Linked DNA regions of Sus scrofa: region 1 is linked to region 2. Evidence: chromatin contacts called from public Hi-C data. All regions are on one chromosome and are shown on one strand. The core of a region is the stretch at or near the end of the contact, and the rest is flanking DNA. Distances in the headings are between cores, read along the strand shown. Region 1 holds the start of STRA8 (stimulated by retinoic acid 8). Region 2 holds the start of C18H7orf49 (modulator of retrovirus infection homolog).

The links. Hi-C and Micro-C count contacts between places; a contact is called where the count stands out from the background.
Region 1: a contact with region 2 is called in a Hi-C map of liver, with 2.1 times the contacts expected there. The contact joins the promoter of STRA8 here to the promoter of C18H7orf49 in region 2. A contact is called at or near these places in 6 of 47 Hi-C or Micro-C datasets (blood, heart right ventricle, liver and 1 more) and 1 of 2 datasets of contacts at active chromatin or transcription factors (alveolar macrophages).

Annotation. Positions count from the first base shown.
Region 1 is chr18:14,078,261-14,085,357 of Sscrofa11.1, reverse strand. STRA8 (stimulated by retinoic acid 8) reads left to right here and starts at 4,959. Exons shown (of 11, transcript NM_001285970.1): 1 at 4,959-5,071.
Region 2 is chr18:14,124,458-14,132,231 of Sscrofa11.1, reverse strand. It overlaps C18H7orf49 (modulator of retrovirus infection homolog), which reads right to left and starts at 4,508. Exons shown (of 4, transcript XM_013985607.2): 1 at 3,586-4,508; 2 at 1,559-1,794; 3 at 552-627. The coding sequence starts at 1,680.

The DNA of each region.
Region 1 (7,097 bases), core at 3,710-6,209, 47 kb after region 2:
TGTTGCCATGAGCTATGGTGTAGGTTGCAGATGCACCTCGGATCTGGAGTTGTGGCTGTGGTGTAGGCCATTGGCTTTAGCTCTGATCAGACCCCTAGCCTGGGAACTTCCATGTGTCACACATGTGGCCCTAAAAAGCAAAAAGGAAGGAAGAAAAAAAAAAAAGATGTGGCATTCAGCAGATGTCTCCTCCAGGGCCCTGTGCAGTGCAGTGAACACGATCTATCTTTCAGAACCTGCTCATCCCTGGGCACTGCAAGAACCAGTCCCAGCTGGCCTGTTCTTCACACCAACTGCACATGCAGGTGTCTACTCATGATTTCTACAGGGAAAAAAAGAAATCTGAAACAGCCAAAATATTCAATATTGGGGAAAAGTTTAAATAAATTATGCTATATCCATCCCATGCAATATTATGTCATCATTTAAAATCTCTTTTTCAATGCCCATTTAATTATTTACAGAAATATTCATACTACATGTTAAAAATATACAATTCACACTCCAAAAAAAAAATTTCAAGCATTTTCTTATAAATTGAACACACGACTACTACATGATCCAGTAATAATGCTCTTGGTCATTTGTCCCAGAAAAATGAAAACATATCTTCACATAAAAACTTGCATGTGATGCTCATAGCAACTTTATTTAATTGCGCAAAACTGGAAACAACCCATATGTCCTTCAACTCTTTTTGTTAGAAATTAAACAGGGCCAACAGGCAACATGCCTTACCCCCTCTAGTTAAACAAACTGGCACATCCATATCCTGGAAGAGTATTCAGCAATAAAGAGGAGTTAGTGATACAACTGGATAGATCTCAAGGAAACTATGCCGAGTGGAAAAAAACAATCCTGAAAGTTATATATAGGAGTTGCCTGGTGGCTCAGCAGGTAGAGAAGCTGGCATTGTCACTGCTGTGGCTCAGGTTGTTGCTGTGGCGCAGGCTCAATCCCTGGCCCAGGAACTTCTGCATGCCACGGGTGCAGTCAAAAAATAAAAGGGTATTTATATACCAAAGTGTAGGTGCAGCCAAAAAAAAAAAAAAAAGGTTATACATATACATCCAAAAATGTTTTAAATATATACACCAAAATTAGTCCATTTATATAAAAGTTTTGAAAAGATGAAATTTAGACATGGAGAACCGATTAGTGGTCGCCAGGGTTCAGGAATGAGCGAGAGGGTATGAGAGGAAGAGAATGGGATTATAAAAGGGCAAAATGAGAGCCCCTTGTAGTAATGGAATTCTTCCGGTCTTCACTGTGGTTGTGGATGCATGAACCTATACATGTGATAAAACTGTAGAGAGGGAGTTCCCATCATGGCACAGCAGAAACAAATCCGACTAGGAGCCATGAGGTTTCGGGTTCGATCCCTGGCCTCGCTCAGTGGGTTAAGGATCTGGTGTTGCTGTGAGCTGTGGTGTAGGCCGGCAGCTGTAGCTCTGATTCAGCCCCTAGCCTGGGAACCTCCATGAGACACAAGTGTGGCCCTAAAAAGCAAAAAAAAAAGAAGGCGGCGATATATAATTGTACATGCAATATGATTGCTTTATATAATATTTTTGATATATGTACACACAAAATATTTCCAATTATTGGCTTTAGGTAGTAGAGATGTTGCTTTTATGAGTGATTTCTGACTTTGTCTTTATGCTCTTTAATATTTTTCAATTCCTTCCATGTGCATATATTAATTTTATTTCATAAATATCATAAATATCTTAAATACAGCATGCTTATTTTTTTATAATCATATCGTAGAGCTGACTTACACAAAGCCTTTTTTTTTTTTTTTGTCTTTTTGCCTTTTTCTAGGGCCGCTCCCATGGCATATGGAGGTTCCCAGGCTAGAGGTCTAATGAGAGCTGTAGCCGCTGGTCTACACCACAGCCATAGCAACTCGGGATCTGAGCCACGTCTGCTACCTACACCACAGCTCACGGCAACGCCAGATCCTTAACCCACTGAGTGAGGCCTGGGATCAAACCTGTGTCCTCATGGATACTAGTCAGATTTGTTTCCGCTGAGCCACGATGGGAACTCCTCACACAAAGCTTTTATCAACTATCTCCCCAGAACTTTTAAGTACAAATTGATGCTAAACTAGGAATTCCCAGTCCTATGCTTCTACAATTCAGTTTTCAGAACCAAATACTGGACCTCATACTTGAACCCTGATTATCAAGTTGTCTAATTTCTCTTGTTCCCAGCTTCCTCATCTGCAGCATAAAGACCTTAGGTCAGAAGAACACTGAGGTCGTTTCAGCCTTTACAGGCCACAGCCTCCCGATGATGTAAGGCACCTGCTGGGAACCTTGGTCTGGCTGTTCAGAGACAGACCTTCTCCCAGACCACTGTGATCATATCCCTCAAGAAGTAGCTCACTTTTTTTTTTTTTTTTTTTGGACTGAACCTGCAGCATATGATATGAATCCAGGCCAGGGATTAAATTCAAGCCGCAGCTGGGACCTATGCTACAGCTGCATCAATACTGGATCCCAACCCACTGCACCAGGCTGAGGATCAAACCCACACTGCCACAGAGACAACGCTGGATCCTTAACCTGCTGTGCCACAGCGGGAACTCCTGAGGAGTAGTTCAAATTAGAGTGAGAACCTGCCTGCCTCCAGCCCTCTGCATTCCACCTCCTAAGGCAGCAAAGTCTCCACTTGCACAGGGCAGCAAACCACCAATAATGGCATTAGACTGCCAGCAGCAGGAATCCATGAGTTTATGGGTCTATAAAATCATTCACTTTCACTCTGGAACAATCTGACTGTCCTAGGTTAATAAGTAATATGCCTTTGCACACATCAAGTGGATGACAGCGTGGGGGAATCCTGTCTCTGCTGCCATATTAAAAAAAAAAAAATCAGCTCCTTGCTCTCTGCAATCCTGTTTCTACCTTCTGCAATAATTGGGGCAGCTTCTGCTGCTGCCCCCACCGCCTCCCCTCACTCTCTCTCATTCTCTCCCTCTCATTCTTTCTTTCTCTGAAGAATTCTGACTAATACACCTTGCAAAAATTTTCTGCACTTTCAAATGAATTCACTACTCTTTTATAGTTGTCTAACACATGGGATATTACACAACCTTAAAAACAGGTGAGGTAGATCTCTATGTACAAATATAAGCATATCTCCAACTCATATTATTGAATGAAATGGTCAGATACAGTCCCATTTGTCTATTATTGCTTTTGTTGCCTGTGCCTTCAGTGTCATAATCATGAAATCACTGCCACAACCAATGCTATGAAGATCTTCCCATATGCCTTCTTCCAGGAGAGTTACAAGCCTCGACTTTATCAGTATTTGTATAATTCTTTCTACATGTCAAAGCACTTTCACATCCATTAAACCCTTAAAGCAGAAACCTCAGAAGGAGGTCCTTGGTGCTGAGTCATTGATGGGAGGTCCCAAGCCTTCAGGAGTTTTACTGGAGGTCAGGGGACAATGGGCACTGTCACCTGGGGACATGTCTTGGGAGTCACATATCTGTCCTTCTACAGTAGAAAGGCTCAGCCATGCTGACCCAGAAATACTGTTCCCATAAAGGAGCTTACTGTATTACCAGGCCCTCCTGGAGGCCAGAATCTGGCCCTGTGCAAAGGTGATGGCAGGCAAACACCTGCCTGAGATTGCATCCAAGGCTCCTCTTGACCACAGTGCTGGGAGCTCCTAACTGGAGTCAGAAATGTACCCCTCCATGGACCTCTGCCTTCCTCACCCCTCCCTCCAAGCCACTGTCCACACACCTCAGTTCAAAGCTGAGGGTCTTTTGTTCTGAAACTTACAAAATCATGCAAATTTCTCTCTAGCCCAAGACAGTCAACATTCCTTTTGCTAAATGCCACCCAAGGGCGTGTGATGAGCAAAAAACCAGAGAGAACCTCAGATGTTTAGATATTAGGCAGGTCACTGCCCTTCTCTGGCTTCCCCATCTATAAAAGGGGGAGAAAGTTCTTCACAAGGTCATCCACGAGGATTAGGAACACAGTGGAGGCGCAATACACAACCCATCACTCTCGTTATGTTTAGAGGATAAAAAGATGATCGCATATGAGACCCCTGCCCATTATCACATAAAATGGATGGGACCCGATGTTGATGCAAATAATCAGGAAACAATCTAAAATAAGGGAGAAAAGAGTTGCATTTGAGCCAAAGTGAGGACTATAACCCAGGGGATACAGATGCAAGAAGTACTTGCATTGTGTTTCATTGGACCACAAAATGGAAGAAGCTTATATAGGCAAACCCCACAAAATTGCATAAGTTTTTTGTCAAGAATTAGGCTCGGAGCTGGCAACAAGTAAGGGTGCTTTGCTAGGGCCTGGAATGGTTGTACAGTTACAAGGGAAGACCTTGAGCCCATTAGGCTGCAGCTGGCAGCTGCTACCAGATACTCTTGAAATCAGCTAGTGATGCCCTTGAGGTTGACATAGGTCAGAAAATTTGGGACTCAATGCAGGAATGTGTCTGAAACCACATCCACAATAGCCACCTGGCTCCGTTTTAGATGCCTGAACTGCAGTTCCTCCATTTTGATTTTTAAATGATCTTGAATATGTCATCCCCAACACTTGAGAAAAAGTGAAAAAGGCTGTTTGTCCAACCAGAAAGTTAGGGTCAAGGACACATAACATGGGTGGCCATCCTGGGTTGACATTAATGCAGGAATCTTAGAAGGCTTCCTGGTGGGACAGGTGTGGAGCTGGATCTGGGGGGAGGGGATGCCCTCAGACTGGTGGATTTCAGGGCAGGATCTATGCTTCTTGTCGTGGGGGGGGGGCTGTATTGGGGGCAGGATCTATGTTACTACGAGGGGAGTTTCTCTGGGCAGGATCTCTGGTACTAGGAAGGAGGGGTCAGGGTCAGAAGGTGATGGGGGCGGGGGGACTGTTGCCAGGGAGAACTTTGATTGTATCCAAAGCTGGTGAGAAGCCACCAGGCGGTCCCAGGGTTCATGAGCAGAGCCTTCTGCCTCACAGCTGTGGGGAAGGCTGACTGAAGTGGACCAGAGATCCTCATTTTCTTCAAGGAAATCAGGCTGAGGCAGGTAAGGAAGCCTTGTAACATCCCACCCCCCAGGACTGCATTTTTTCTGGGTGCAGATCTGCTTCCCAGTGGGCCGCATCCGGGGAGGCAGATGTGTTTGGTGGTGGTTGATGCGGGTGAAGGGTGATGAGATGAAAGGCCGGGCAGGTAAGTGTCTGGACCTCTGGGTGTCCTCCCTGTGCAAAGGTAAGGCCTCCAAGACAGAGGTGCACAGACACCTGAATGCCCTCTGCTCCCACAGGGTCTCAGCACTGCTGAGCTAGTGATGGGAGGCAAGGATCAGGGCCAGTGAAGAGAAACCAGGGAGAGAGGAAGAGGGGAAAAAAGCAGCTTCTCAGGGACTCTCTGTGACCCTGAGAAAAAGCTGCCTGACAGCCAGAAGGGACAGAGCCTCAACCCAGGCAGAATTTTGTCTTAAAAGGAGTAAGTCACATTTACCTTGAAAAGAAGGAGAATTTGCTCCTACTGGGTGCTTTCCATGTAGCAGTTTCTTTCTACATAGCACACTGTTTAATTTAATGTTCTACCAAAGTCAGAAGTTGAACCTATTTGTCTGCTTTGGGTAGAACTCACAGTCACTGTGAAGCACATCCTGGATCAGAATCCAATCCCAGTGCCACCAGGCACAGGCTGCCGCGTCCAGGTGGTGTGACCTCTGGTTCACCCCTGCCCCAGAGTGCAGTAGCTTTTGCCCCAGGTCAGGGAACAACAAGGGACATCTGGCAAGGCTGCTGCTTCCTAGCCAAACTGAAGGTGTGGGATCGCGACTGTCATGTAACATTCAGGGGTGCAGGAATTCAAGCAAAAAATACCTAAGGACATGAGTCTATATTTGGGGGAAAATGAATTTTTTCCCTAAGGTGGAAGAATACTTGCTCTTGTCTCAAAGTGAGACTGTTTCCCTTTTCTTCTTGCTATTTTGATCCCACCTTTTATTTATTTATATTTTTGGCCCGTGCCATGGGGAAATTCCCCCGCCAGGGATCCAACCTGAGCCACGGCAGTGACAACACCAGATCCTTAACCCACTGAGCCACCAGAAAACTCCTGATTCCACCTTTTAAAGGCCTCTTCCGCGCAACCCTTCTTAGCCCCCCCCCCCCCCGCATTTCTTCTTCCCCAGTTTAAAACATCATTCCCCGGCCCCTCCTTTTATGCGCTTCTCTATTTCCTCACATCTTTCCCCCTGAGACAGGGAGCCTGTGCCCTGGACCCTTTATTGAACGTGTCTTCTCTGAGCCTCAGGATAACCCTGTAAGGCAGGTGTCAGAGCCCCGTGTGAGGGGTGAGGACCCTGGGGCTCCACATCGGATCACTGGACCCAGTCGGAGGCCGTCCATTTAGTGTTCGTGGGCACATACAGGCTGTGCGGGGCATCTGAGGTGACAGAGTCCCTGCCCCACTCAGCCTCCACTTGGAAAGGAGCCCCTGGGCAAGGTGAGAAGGTCAGCGCTGCCCCTCCTCCCCTCCTTTCTGTGTTGCCTTCAGACAACAAGTTACACTGTTTCTTCCACTGCCCAGTCCTCATTGGTCCGTCACCGCGCGCTCCCATTGGCTGTGGGCCCCGGGGACATGCCGCGATTGGTCCCCAGGGCCCACTGGGAAGCTGCTGGGTCTGTCTGGCCCCGGCAGAGCCCCGGTCCCCCCTCTGCTGGCGTGAGAGAGGCCGGTGACTGCTGTCAGGACGTCTGGTGTCCCTCACGTCCAGGGAGTGGGACGTCGAGTGGCCAGTGCCCGTCTCCCTCAGAGGGTGAGAGCCGACTGGACGCTGAGGAGACTGTGCCCGCTCACTTCGAGAAAGCTGTCCTTGGCCTTGTGGGTGTTTATGTACAGGCGAATTGAGTCAGGCCTGTGGATCCAAACAGGTGGCCATTTAGGTCTGGGTCTAAACTTGAACATGAGCGTGTGTACATGTCATTGTGATGCCCTACATATTTTCAAGAATAAATTTCGGAATTTTTTTTTAAATCATGATCTGATAAGCATAGGGAAGGAACTAAAAGGAAGCAGCTGGTGGACTGCAAGAC
Region 2 (7,774 bases), core at 3,259-5,758:
TGGAGAGGCAGGGGCCCCGAATGGAAGGAGCCCGGGCTAGGACACGAGCCCTGAGGCGGCAAGTCACTCACTATGATTAAGGAAAAGGCCCTGAGTCTCAGTTTCTTCATCCGTGGACGAGGGATAATAATACCTGCAGTCGCTCTATCAGCAGGTTATTGCAAGGATTAAAGGAGATAGGAATATGTAAACGTCTCTGGGCAATTATCAAGTACTACACAACCCTACGGCGGGACGATTCTCATTCGCTTCTGCAAGCCAGGGGACTCAGCGGCGCTGCGCAGGACGTCACCTCGCCCGACGGAGCGCCTCCAGAGAACACCAGCAGTTACGACTTCTGTCCCCTCCACATGCCACCAGCACAGAGTCACCCAAAGAGAAAGGGCCACGCTCCCTCTCCCAGCCGCACCCTCCCAGGTCTCCAGCCCCAAGGGCCCGCAGCCCCGGGCCCAGAAGGAAGGGAGCCTCTTTTATTAGCATGGACCAGGGCCTGGTCTAGTTTCTGCCTGTCAAGAGTTTCTGACCCTAAGAAAAGACACAGCTGACTGTACCTCAATCAGGATCCCCAGAGCGACGTCTACCATCTCAGCTTCATTCATGCAGTACACCGTCCTCGTGGCAGGAAGTCTGCAAGAAAGGCACAAAGCTGCAGAGGCACAGAATCGCCAGGAGGAGGCGACGAGAGCAAGAGACCTGCCCCCCAGGGGCGAGAGAAGCAGCTTCCCAGGGCCCAGGCCAGGGACTGGCACCGGGGGTTCACGGGCAGCGTCGGGTCTGGAAATAGGGCGCGCTGGCCGTCTCCTGAGAGTCACACTAACACACACACACAGTGGGTGGGAGCAGATCCAACAGGCCGAGACGTCCCTGAACCCCCGCAGTCCTCTGCAATGTCCCCCACAACCAAGCATGAACACAGCAAAGAAGGGACGCTAAGATCAGAGAGGGAGGCTGGTCAATGAAGAAAACAGAAAAGGAGGAACAGAGAGAGTCAGTGAGCGTCTGGGGCCTTGGCCAGGAGGGGGCAGGCGCATCCCCTCCCTGGCAGCCTGGGGACCCCCACCATGACCACCCTTCAACCAACACGCCCCACAGATTCTGATCTGCCGGCCCAGCAACCTGCGGCTTGTGTCTGCCCCTGAAGATCTGCCAGCAGAGAGACTGGACCGCCTGGTCCACTTCCTGCCCAATGGATGCTCACAATTTTTGTGGCAAATGAAGACCGGGCCATTTGGACAACGGGTGTCTGAGAGCTTGGCTGATGTGCGTAACCCAAGAGGGGGAGGATTAATCCAGTCTGAGAGGAGTGGCCAAAGGGCCTGATGTGCCCATAGAGGCTGAGGCCACACCCGCCTGGGAGGGGTGAGAGGGGACAGCTCACTCTGCCACCGCAGCCTGTGCACCTCCTGAGAGCTGAGACAGGTCTGCAGACTGAAATGCCCCTCACCTCACTGTTCTGCCAACACCAGAAGACCCAGCCCCCCGCAACCGTGATGCCCCAAATCCCTCCCTCTCACCCCCACTGATTCCCCAGGAGGACCCTGACCAGAAGCTGCCCTACCTTGCTGCCGCCGTGGGCACCAGGTCCGCTCTCCTCCTCTTGGTGGTCTTCTTTTCAGCCCCCTGGGCTGTCATCCATGTGGGAAGGACTCTCTTTTTATTTTCAGATTTTAAGGCTTCCATCTCCTTAGTCTGTCACAAGAGGAGCCAGGGCCCAAGCTCTGTGACTTCAGGACAGCACATCACACCAGGAATGACAGGTCTGTTTGCACTGAATGGGAGTCTCAGCTTTAATTCCTACAAAGAAGAATAAAACCCCATGAATTCCAATAAGCTGGAATTCTTCCAGGCACTGGCAAGATGACTGGTCAGGGCAGGACAGAGGTGAGTGGGGCCCAGGAGACTCAAATGAGCACAAAGGGGAGGTGTGGCGATGGGCTCAGGGAGAAGCAGCCTTCTGACCTGCCTCGGGGCCAGGGCCCCACATGGGCAGCCAGCCCTGAGCGGAAATGCCCCCAGCAGCCTCTGCACTGAGCCATTTGACATGTTGCTCATTGTCCCCGGCCTGCCCAGACTATCCTACTTTTCAGCATCTCTCCCATTGGCTCCCCCAACTCAGGCCTCTCATTCCCTCTATCTTCTGTGGTTGTAAGAGACCTCAAGGCCATTTCGATTTACAATGAGGGTTTCACTGGCCAACATCCCCTCCCTTAATCCAAAATTATTTCTGGGAGTTCCCATTGTGACTCAGTGGTAATGATCCTGACTAGTATCCATGAGGATGCAGGTTCAATCCCTGGTCTCGCTCAGTGGTAAGAGATCCAGCGTTACCGTGAGCTGTGGTGTAGGATGCATATTCAGCTCAAATCCTGAATTGAGTTCCTGTGGCTGTGGTGTAGGTCAGCAGCTCTAGCTCCGATTCGACTCCTACCTAGCCTGGGAACTTCCATATGCCTCAAGTGCAGCCCTAAAAAGACAAAACAACAACAACAAACAAACAAAAAAAACCCCCAAACTTCTGATGTCATATTTTAGCTGGGCGTTGGGGTCAGGGACAACTGTGCCTGGCTCCTCCCATGTGTGAAATGGATCGGGGGAGGGTGGGCCAGTCTCCCATGTAATGCGGCTTCTTCCCACCAGGCCCACTCCCAGGGGATTCCACCTCAGCCCCTCCTCCTTAAGGCTCAGCCCCACCCCAGGACTCAAGGGATGCAGGTTTCCACCCTCGCTTAGTTAACCCCAAATGCAGCTCAGGGTCCCTGTGTACAAAGGTTCTTAGTGGAGCAGAGGTGTGACTAGAAAAAGGCCAACTAAGAATAAGAGGTTCCTCTTTGAATCTTAACTCGATCTTTTATTGCTCCTCTAGAATGGCTGCTTACAACTTAAAAGAAAAAAATTGGGAGTTCCCCTTGTGGCTCAGTGGGTTAAGGACCTGATGCTCTGTGAGCGGGTTGGATCCCCGGCCCAGCTCAGTGAGTTAAGGATCCAGCGTTGCCACTAAACTGCAGCTTAGGTTGCAGATGTGGCTCAGATCCAGCGTTACGTAGCTACAGCATAGGCCGGCAGCTGCAGCTCTGATTGGGCCCCTGGCCCAGGAACTTCCATATGCCACAGGTGAGGCCGTAAAAAGGGGGAAAAAAAAAAAAAGAATTACCAGGACATCATCCAAACCTTTCTGGCCACAGAGAGCAGACTCACTTCTGTCAAAATTCAAGAGGTGGTAACAGTCATTTCCACATCTGAAGAGCAGCTGCTAACCGCCTGGCACAGGCACTGCACAGAGGTCAATGCATATATTGGTTTGACCCTTAGGCAGATACTATGAGACCCATTTTACAGATGAGTATCTGAGACCTGGCAAATTGCACGAAATCACAAAAAAAGTTCGAAACGGCCGGGTCAGGACTGGCACCCTGCTCCTCCAGACTCCGGGCCCTGTGCTCCCTGGCCCGGTGGCTGGGGGTGGTGAGGGCCTGGGACTCCCCGGCGCCGCCCCGCGGGCGCCGGCCCTGCCCAGCGCTCCCATTCTCAGCCGCCGCTTCCCTCCGGGACCCCGTCCCGCCCTGGAGCGATGAGACCGATGCCAACCTGCAGGAGGAGGGGAGACGCCGAACATCCACGCGGGGCCTCGCAGGCTACCGGACCCCCGCGTTCCCGGCGCTCCTCCGGCCCGGGCTTCCTGCCTCCGGGCCCCCACCCCCTTCTTGGCTGCCGGGGAGCGTCCGGGAGATGGATTCTGGGCGGTTTAGGGAGCTCAGATCCCCGCGGGCCGGAAGCCTGCCCCGCGCGCACGGTAACCCGCCCCCCGGCTCCGCCGCGTCCCTGCGCTTCCGGCTCCCGACCACCGGCCTGCGCAGAGGCGCGGGCGCGCCCCCTGCCGGCAGCTCGCGTGATCTGCGCCCCGGGCCAAGGAGCCAGGACACCCCAGCTGATCAGAGGCCGGCCCCGCTGTCCCGGGTCCTGACAAACCCACTCCTTGACCAAACTCAGGTCAGGCTCCTCTGAACTCTCAACTAGGCCCTGTCGCTTGGACTCCACATTGTCCGTTTTTAGCAAGAATACTGCCAAGTTGGTTTAGCCAGCGTCCACCCACCCTCCATATCTGATTTTCAGCTGCCACCAGCTCCCAGGTGATGCCTGATTCCCCCACCCCCGCCGCCTGCCCTCCGCAAGAATCCTGTTAGGTCAGTTTGGCCAGAATCCCCCTTACCCCTGATGTTTCCTCTTAATCATGCATCCACTGACGCCAGCCCTGCCACTTTTCCTTGCAGTGGTTGAGCCCAATCTTTTCCCCTGCTGCAAAATCCTATTGAATAAAATTTGCCTTATTGTTCTTTAAGAAGCATCATGAATGATTTTAACAGTATCTTGTACCCAAATGTATCTCTATTTGAGGCTTGCTGATTGGATTTTGTTAAAGTGTCAATTCCCAGGCCCCCTGAACCAGAAATTAGGGGCAGAGGAGCAGGTGGATCTGCATTTTTGAAACTCTGCCGGAGGGAGCAGGAGAGAATTCCCAAAGCCTGAGTTCCGCACTCTTTGGAGGCATACATCCCCCTGGGAGCAGGGGTGGTGCAAGGTGAACCCCTCAGAGGCAGGAAGGGAAATTAAAGACTGTTAACATTTGTTATCTTGAAAGTAGGTCTTACTAATAATATTCAAATTGGCCTTCGAGGTGTTCCCTGCACTAGCGGGGTGCTCTGGCAGGCTGCCCAGGTGTCCTCGCTGCTTTCCTTGCAGCCTGATGCTGAGCACTGCAGTTCACACGTGGGGTTAGCATCTAGTTTTATTTAAAATCACACCACTCATAGTAACCTAAAAGAGGCAGGCGAAGAAACCCCAGGTGTCAGACACAAGTAAAAAGGCTAGCACAAGCCGTTACAGGTGTAACTCCTACCATATTTTGAGGCAAAAGGATGATCAGAACCGACAGTCCGATCCCCAAACACAAAACTATCGAGACGGCCATTTGAAGTGTGATTTATAACCAATAGCTAGTAATAGAAAATTACTCTCCATGTGCTGGAAGTGCAGGGTGGTGGAGAGTGATCCAGAGTTTGAGAACCCTGAATCCAGAGCCAGGCGTTCTCGCTTCCAGCTGTGTGGCATCTCAGCTTCTCCAAAGCACTTTAACCCCATACTAATCTTCAACCCAAGCGAAGGAGGCTGAGCCAGGGAAGTTTAAATCCTTTAGCTGTGGGATGAGCCAGGGCTCTGCCTGCAGCCTCTTCAGGAGGCCAACACAGATGGGCAGGACCTGCTTCTACTCTGGTTCTCTAACTGAACCCAGGTTCGGCTGCTCATCGCCTCTATGCCAGTAATTTGAGAGGCAAGTGTCACTAGAAGGGAAATATGCCTTCATCAGGAAAGTTGGCAATCCCCCAAGATTCTGCTCAACCATGACAGTTTTTACAGGGAAAATTGGCGGGGGGCAGGGGGGTAGAATCTCAGTGACTCATGGAGGCAGGAGGTTGGGTTCTGCATCCTTCTCCATTGAGTGCTGACCCCTTTAGATGTTATCTCGCCTGGGTCATCTGCCTGCAGGATTGCTCACGGGGACTGTTGAGGGTAGAAAGCTACTCACTGTTTATGTTAAGGCCACACCCACAGCATATGGAAGTTCCCAGGCCGGGGACTGACTCTGAGTCCCAGCTGCGACCTACACCACAGCTGCAGCAATGCCAGATCCTTTCACCCACTGTGCAGGCCTGGGGATCAAACCCGTACCTCGCAGTGACTGGAGCCACAGCAATCAGATGCTCCATTTTTAATTGTTAAAATTTTTATTCTTTAGATTTTCTTACTAACTTAATTCATCATCCTTTTTGTCTAGGAAAAGACCAGGTTAGACAAGACATGGTGTGCATTCAGGAGGGCCTAAGTCAGGAGTCCGTTTCAATTGCGCAGTAATGTCATTCCTATAACCAGGTTCTTTTAAGGTTAGAGGGGAACAGAAGTGGGCACACAGGAAAGGGCAAAGGCTGCATTTGGTTCCAGGGCAGGCTCACTGACCTCTAGGGTCCTCCGCTCCCACAACTGTGAGCCAGGACAAACCCAAGTCTATTGGTGGAGATGCATCATTTTGTTTTGTGAATGAAGGAACAGAGAGCACTTGCTATTATTAGAACTACTCCCTCCACCTTTTTCTCCTTAAAAACCTCTTCCCATAACCTGCTGAAAAACGGGGCCTGAGGAGCAGGAAACCAGCCTCTGCATAAAAAGTTTCCCGTGTGAAAGTCCGAGTGAGGATGAGAAACCCAAGCTGTAGCATTCGAATGGGTCAGAGTCAGCTCCCGCAGCGCTGTGATGGCTGAGCTGCGGGGGTCTGTCTTGGAGCAGAAGCAGGGGAGCAGGGCCAGGCCCTGAAGAGAGCCAGAGAAATGTGCCTCATTCTCCCGCAGAGCCCAGCCCAGAGCCGGGGCCCACATCTGCGCCCGAGGCATGAGCTCGGGGGCCTGAGGCTGGATTGGGTGGTTTTCTTCCAGCTGCCCTTGCCCAAGCTAGTGGAGGGGACTTGCTGGGGTTCTCAGCTAGATGCCAAGCAGGTATGGAGGAGAGGTAAACTGAAGTTCTGACAGCCTTTACTGGAGGGTGGGAGCTCATCTTGGGGGTGGGGGGCGGGAGGAACCCAGGAGGAGTGCCTGCTGACAGGCCCTGGGAGGGGCTGGAGGCCGGAGACAAAGCCAGGTGGGGGCAGGGGGGCCCGCAGCATATGCTGCACGTGGTAATTTCAAAAGGTCAGAGGTTAATGGTATTGTGGTTTCGTTTCTAGGCGGCCTCAACGTGATGTGGAACCTTCTTCCACCTCTACCCATGCTGATGGAGCCTCGGTCACATCAGCTACGGGCCAAGCTCACAAGAGGGAGGGAGGGAGGGATCCAGCCCAGATCCCAAAGGAAATGACAGAAGAGACAGTGTTGTTCTTCTCCAAACCTTAAAAGACATTTTTAGCAAGCTGCGGGGACGTATTGAGAGAATGGGCCCAAGACAAACTTCAAGATGAAGAAAGTTAAAACCGTGAATTCTCTCTCAACTGAAACACATGAACACTTTTTAAACACCCTACAGAATCACTGCAGGAGCTAAATAATGCTGCTGTTTCAATGCAGAAGATGGCAAAAATTATAAATGGGAAAGTCTTGGGTTTGCTCATCTGAAGGAGGATTACCAGGTGGGAATGGGTGAAAATATGGAAGCGCCCATGACCAGGTCTCTGGGGTCTCGGCATAACTGAGCCACACACATACCCTACGTCCCTTCCGACGCCCAGCAAACTGGAGCCGAAGCTTCAGTACCAATCTCATGATGTTCCAAAAGTAGGTAACTGGGAGCACCCCAACACCAGACCTGCACCCCGGATCTGGACTGAGCCCAAAGAGCCTCTGTACCAACGTGCTAAGCAGTCTGTCAAGTGTCCAGTATCCTAGCCTGAGGTCCAGGCCTGAAATCCCACCATGAGGTTTGCGGGCAGAGGATGTGCCTCCCCGCCCCGGATGGAAAGGCAGGCCAGAGAAGGGGGTTGTCCTTCATCCCCAACCCCCACCCTGTGAGGGCATCTGCCTCCAGGTCCCACCACAGCCAGGGAGCAGAGGGCCAGGGGGTGGACACATGGATATGGCCTGAACCCCAGGTTCAGGCCCAGCCCTCGGCCCGCTTGCTCCTGCCCTCTGGCCACTCACCAGCAGAGGCGCTGGCGGTGACTCTGTCAAACTCAAGGAGCTGAAATTGAAAGGAGAGGCGCCACCATAACAGGTCCTGGGAAACCGGAGCTACCAGG